2 separate regions of the Arachis hypogaea genome follow, and region 1 is linked to region 2. A link is a contact called in public Hi-C data. All regions are on one chromosome and are shown on one strand. Each heading gives the region's core, a stretch centred on a gene start, on an enhancer-like site or on the middle of the called end of the contact. The rest is flanking DNA. Distances are from core to core; before and after follow the strand shown. Region 1 has its middle 12 kb from the start of LOC112791363. Region 2 holds the start of LOC112791361 (transcription factor bHLH112).

Evidence for each region. A called contact is a pair of places that touch in the nucleus more often than the background predicts.
Region 1: a contact with region 2 is called in a Hi-C map of leaf, with 1.7 times the contacts expected there. The contact joins the enhancer-like site here to the promoter of LOC112791361 in region 2.

The regions. Positions count from the first base shown.
Region 1 is chr3:126,255,518-126,259,212 of arahy.Tifrunner.gnm2.J5K5, forward strand. No RefSeq gene overlaps it. Among protein-coding and RNA genes, the nearest start is that of LOC112791363, 12 kb to the left of the region's middle. Within about 2 kb of position 1,819, at least 3 of the 3 cell types and tissues checked have open chromatin away from gene starts, as enhancers often do.
Region 2 is chr3:126,170,479-126,173,879 of arahy.Tifrunner.gnm2.J5K5, forward strand. LOC112791361 (transcription factor bHLH112) reads left to right here and starts at 1,254. Exons shown (of 7, transcript XR_003817924.2): 1 at 1,254-2,178; 2 at 2,470-3,010; 3 at 3,103-3,219; 4 at 3,315-3,380.

The sequences.
Region 1 (3,695 bases), core at 569-3,068, 86 kb after region 2:
GATACATATATAAAGAAGAATAGCATGCATGCATAAACGTTTTTTCACTATATCATAATTTGCTCCAGCTATACGATGAATTTAGCGGCAGTCAGCAGATCCAAAAGTTTGCATCGGTGCACCTCAAACACATGACTTGATTTCTTAAGCTGTAAGTATGCCGGGCACATTGTCGTCCAATTCCATCAGCAACGGTAATACCTAAATTAAGACATTTTCGAGTTATAAACAAACAATCAACGAAATACTATTTATCATACATTCTCATTTATCCATAAAAGAAATTTTACATTAAAAAAAAGAAGAAAAGAAGAGTTAAAATAGCAAGAACGATAAAAATGATGATTCTTATCATTTTATTTGGCCGTCTATATATAGAAGACCAGAAAATCATCATTATCTAACAAAATTAATTTGTATTTATTGCATTTGATTTGAATAAGCAAGAAATTATCATATTTTAGTTTAGTATTTAATTCACATGATTTGAATTTGACTTAATACATATAATTTAATTTGATTTAATTATTAGTTAAAAATATCTCAATTGCTTATTTTATTTATAGATTTATTATTTTAATTATTAATAATTTAATCAAATCAATTAATTAATATACATAATTTATACCTAATTTAATTTAATAAATTAAAAAATACTACCAGAATATTAAAAGAAATAAATTAGGAAATACTATTAAAACAAATTGATATAAATTATAATTATTATGTAATATTTAAATATCTAATCAAATCAATTAGTTGATATAATTAATCTCATAATAAATTGTATTTAATGAGTTAAAAGAAATAAATCGATAAACACTCTCAGAAGCATGCCACGCCAGCTCCATCATTAAGTGTAGAAATCCGATTTTTATATAATAGAATCGAATAGACGTTAATTCATATATATTATATAAATAAATTTAATTAGAATAAATAACAATTTATTTATTTTATTTTAGACTTCATAAATGAAAAGAGTAATTCACTAATATAACGAATTATAATTAATGTAGTATAATTAATTAATATAAATTATAATAAATTATATTAAGAAAAGAAATATTTAAATATCTAATCAAATCAATTAGTTAATATATTAATTCAGTGCAATAAATTGTATTGAATGAGTTAAAACAATTAAATCGAAAAACACTCTCCGAAACATGCCACGTCAACTTCATCATTAAGTGCAGACATCCGATTTTTATATAATAGAATAGATTTTATATAAAGAATTTAATTAAAAAATCAATTTTTTTATCTAATATTAATTAGTTTTCAAATCTTTTTATTCTAAATTTTAAATCACAAATCTTGAATTCTAAATTCTAATCTTAAATTTTAATTCTAAATTTTAAATTATATAAAAAATAAACGTACAAAAATAATTTTACAATAAAAATTAATTAGTATTGATTAATTAAAAATTAATTTTTTATATTTAATTTTATAGATAATTTATAGCTCAACATTGAATCTAAATATGGACCAAAAGAATATATTAATAATGAAAAGCCAAAACTAGAAGGGAAAAAAAACTTTTGAGGACCAAATCAAGATAAGACATATTTATCATTGTAATATTAAAAAAATATTTAAATCTTAAAATAGTAATCAAATAAATAGATGTCACTACAATGATTTCACATCAACGCTACGTAACCAATATCCTTGATAGTAGTTTCATCTCATGGATAGTTGGGTGCAACAACATTTCTGAGGGATAAATATTCGATCCATATCCCCAACTTGGTCAACATAACACATCGTCCTCGGACGTAATCCGAGCTCAAATATTCTTTTTGGTAATCTGATGGGGCCTAAGCCCAATACAGAAAAACAAGCAAACTAACTAGTGGGTCTGGACTCTGGAGACTCTACAATCTTGTTCCATAAGAATCTCTAAATTTGCAATGTGATTTATAAATGCTTGACTAAGATACTGGTGAATAGAATAAAACCCTCCTTGCCAAATCGCATAGCTCCAAACCAGTCCAGCTTTATACACGGGCGTTCTATCCAGGACAATATTATTATTGCCAAGAAAATGGTGCACAATATGAAAAGAATGAAAGGGAGAAAGAAGTTTATGGCCATAAAAATCGATTTTGAGAAAGCTTACAATCACATTAGTTGGAAGTTCATAAACAAAGCTTTGAGCGAGTTTGGGTTGTCGCAGCATATGTTAGAAGTTATTATGGCTTGTGTCACAACCACCTCCTATCAAATTTTGTGGAATTGGTACAAGGCGGAGGCTTTCCTCCCTACTCGTGGCATAAGGCAAGGAGACTCTATATTCCCTTACCTTTTTGTCATAACTATGGACAAGCTGTCCCAATTTATTGAAAAAAAGGTTAATATGGAAGACTGAATACCTACGAAGGCAGGACGGCAGGGTCCTCATATCTCGCATCTCTTGTTTGCTGACGATCTACTTTTATTTATGGAAGCATCCCCAGAACAGATAAGAATTGCTATGGAGAGTTTGGAGGAATTTAAAAAGGCTTCGGGCTTTAAGGTAAATCCAATGAAAACTTCAATTTATTTCTCTAAGAATGTTGATGTACGGACCAGACAAGAGATTGTTGGATTGAGTCGTTTTTCTGAAGTGGAAAGTCTAGGAAAATACTTGGGTGCCATATTTAATAATAAGAGAAAAGGGAAGGATAAATTTAAAAACATTATTGATAGGGTGGCGAAAAAGATGAAAGGGTGGAAAGCAAAATGTCTTTCATTGGGAGGGAGAATTACTTTAGTACAGTCTGCCATAAGTCCTTCAATCAACTTTGATATGATGTACACCTCCATACCAAAGGGAGTTTGTTTGGAAATTGAAAAAATGCAGAGAAGATTTATATGGGGGACGAGACTAACAAGAGAAGAATACACAATGCTAACTGGGAGGTTCTATGCAAACCAAAAATAGTTGGAGGAATGGGGATCAAAAGGCTTGAGGTAATGAATGAAGCTTTTCTTGTTAAACTGCTGTGGCGTCTACTAAAGAATGAGAAGGCTTTGTGGTCGGAGGTCCTAAAAAGTAAGTACGGGAGAGGAAAAAATTTACTCCATGAACTTCAAATATGCTCAACAGATTCAACATTATGGAGAAGCTTGGCCAAAATTTGGAATTACTTGATCCAAAATACTTACATCTCTATTGGGGATGGAAGATCTACTAAGCTTTGGACTGATAAATGGATAAAGGGAGGCCCCCTTTAATCTAATGCATCGCCGCGGGAGAGGAGGTGGATCTTAGTCTAACAGTGCATGATGCCATCACTGCAGCAGGGGAATGGAATGTAACTTATTTGCAGAATTTTATGACTGAAGACATCTTAAGTACCATCAAAGCGATGCCGCCAGCGATGGACTCTATGGGACAGGACACGTTAACTTGGGAGCTCACGAATGACGGAAAATTCTCAGTATCTAGCGCCTATAGCACACTAACTCAGCATGAGGAAGAGCAAGACCAAGTTTGGACCCTAATATGGAGGTGGAAAGGACCTCACAGAATAAAAGTTTTTCTTTGGATGGTGGTTCATAAGAAAATACTCACAGCAAAGAGAAGAGCAAGATTGTTCCAAATAAATCCTTCGTGCCATAAATGTGATAGTGTGGAAGAATCTGTGCTACATGTTCTCAGAGACTGTCCATGAGCATAAAGAGTTTGGACAAAGCTTATTCAT
Region 2 (3,401 bases), core at 4-2,503:
TGTCTGCAATGATAAGCATTTGGACCATTAGAATGGTCCTCAATTTCATCCAAGGGTACATATTTTTCCGTTATAATCTTTTTTCTGGTGATTTTTTTCTGTTATAAATTTTAAATTTTAGGATAAAGTATATATTTTTTTAAAATTTGATAAAAATTTAAAAAATATTCTTAAATTTTATTTTATTTTAATTTTGTTTCAAAAATTTTCTATCTGCATCAAATATGCTCTGGACGATTAATTTTTCAAAAAATTAAAGACCGATTCAACAACAGTTTCATAAGAACAACCCTCAACACAAACAAATCAAATATAATTTTTATGTGTTATTGTTATATTGGTTTTACATTTTTTGAAAATTTATAGTATATTCGATACAAATAAAAAATTTTAGGATAAAATTAATATAAAATAAAATTTAATGATAATTTTAAAATTTTTATCAAATTTAAGAGACAAAAAATATATTTTATCCTAAATTTTATAATAATAGTAGTCTATTATGTCAATAAAGAAAAAGAAAAAGGGCTAGAGTGCCTAAAAGGTACTTATATTTTAACCAATTGAAAATTTTAATTAATATTCATAATTTCCCTTTTTGGATGAGGAGAAAGCCTTGTGATTTTTTGTTTTTCTTATTTTCTCAATTTTTTCAATGTCTTTTTGAAAGCACAACTTCCAACAGTTATATTAGTTATATTTTATTTTACAATATTTTCGATATTTGTTTTTTTTCTTAAACCATAAATTTAAAATATTTGAACCATATGATCAATATCTTTCAGGAATCATGACATGGCTGGAATATAGCTACGATCATATCTCATCACATACATCAATATCATCATACCCACATCCCTTCATACAAAAGGAACACAAGTAATTTCCACAAGCAATGTATTATAACAATTAACAAGTGCCTTCCTATATATGAACTTCAGGTTGTATGTGAACTTATATCTTATTATCATTGAGTGTAATATAAAATAATTTAAATAAAATATAAATTGATATTATTATTTCTCATCATACTCTAATATATTATATATACATACACATCATACTTTTATATATATATATATATATATATATATATATATATATATATATATATATATATATTGAATGATGTGGATATATCTTTTAAATATAGAATGCTTATTAGGATTTATTATATTGTAATTCAAAATTTTATTTATAATGACATGGATTAATCTTGTGATTTATACAATATATTTATAATAATTATTATTTTAGGTAAAGGAGTAGATAAGAGTTGATACATTATTCTAATAATTAAATTTAAAAAGATATACAAGAGAAATTAGACCAAGCATTATTGAAGCATATTATTAAAAATTATTTAATACATATATATAGCTATCCAGTGAACTGAATATTTCTCTCTCACAAAATTAAAGCAAGATAGATAACCCAAGAAAAGTGATCAAACAAACAAATAAATAAAAAATATAAAATTACATAGACATACACATGCATGTACATGTATTTAAATAAATAAATAAAATTAAAAAAAAGAGCAGAATTAGAATTAGATTCAATGTTTTGTTTGTGTCTTTAATTTATGTGATTTGTCCAATCATCGGCTTGTAATGTCAACCGGATTCCGGTAATATCTCTCCAATTTTCCGTACCCTTCTTCACAAACCGCTTCATATATAAATAAATTCTCCCTAACAACCCTCCTCCTTTACCCTTTCTTCTTCCCTATAAAAAGCCTATTTAATCCTTGCTCTCTCTCGGTGTGGGATCATATAATATGGCTGACGATGAGGATTTCCAAGGTGCAGCAGGGATTTGCGGTGAGAACTGGTGGAGGAGTATTGATTCAACAAGGAGTGTGTTTCCTCCTCTAACCTCATCATCACCATCTTCAACTTCACCTTGTTCCGTGGCACCACCCACCGACACTAGAACTTGGCCAAGTAGTGATGATCATCATCATTGTTTCATGGATTTGAAGGCACCGGCGTGTGATATTATTAGTAACAATAATAATAATAATTACCATATGAGTTTTCATGATGCGCAAGAGAAGCCACACAACAACAAGACTACTACTAATGAATCACAAAGTGGAAGCATGTTGATCGATTCAACCTTCCAAATGATGGGTTTTGGCTTGTCTTCACCCAATTGGGATCATCAATCTCTGTTGTAAGTTTTCATGAATATTAATTTGTTAGTATATATAGAAATATGCGTGATAGTGGATGCATATGTGCACACACAGCAGGGTCCAAATTAATTAAAGGTTCCACTATGGAATTGAAGAAAAAGTAGTAGCGTTGGTTTTCTCTTAACTTTTTCTCATTGATTTCATATGTAAAAAGCGAACCTCTTCTTATGAAAAGCTTGTATATGGGGTATACATACTACACTACTGTATGTATGTTTCTACTCCTTAATTTTCTTATATTTTCCATTATTTAACTTGTTCTTCTTCAGAGAGAATAATAATTCACAAATAATCCAAAAGGATTATTGGAGCAGAAAGAACTTTGGAACCCAACAACAACAAGTTTCAAGTACCATGGATGTTTTCAAGCGCATGAACAACCAAGAATTTTCCTCATCAACTTATGGTTACCCGTCATCAACACTGATTCAAACATTATATGATCCACAGCAGCAGCCACAGCGCTCATCATCATCATCATCATCATCACTTTTCACCAACCGTTCCATGTCCTATTCATCATCTTCTACAGTGAATTATCATCATGCCTCCAATGAAGTGTCACTGTCACCAATCACATGGCCTAAACTCTTTTCTTCTTCTTCTTCTTCATCATCATCTTCTTCTTTATCACTACTTCCCCCAATGGCAAAGCACCCTGACAATAACAATATTGGACTTCACTTTTCCAACAACAACACCCCTTTCTGGAACGCTTCCTCCGACGCACTTCACGACATTAGAGCAGGTGCTTTTCCTTTTGAAGAAGAAGACAACAAACCCAATTCCCCCATTATTCTACTCAACAAGGTAATATAATATAATATAATATCTAGTTTATTCAATTTTACCTGCTAACTAGCTAGGGTTTTTCAATTTGATTTAATTATTTGAAAATACAGCTTAAGAGCGAAGAATTGTGTGTGGACTCGGTAAAGAAAAATAATAATGTTTGCTCATCACCACCTCCATTCAAAAGGGCAAGAATTGAAACTCCACCCCCTTTACCAACTTTTAAGGTACGTACATAGAAAAGAAAGAATAAAATTGATTCAAGCGTGATAATCATTATAAGGCTAGATTTTAACGAACAAGTTGATATATGTAAGGACAGGTTCGGAAAGAGAAGTTAGGGGACCGAGTTACTGCTCTTCAGCAACTGGTTTCACCTTTCGGAAAGGTGAATTTCCCAACATGCATG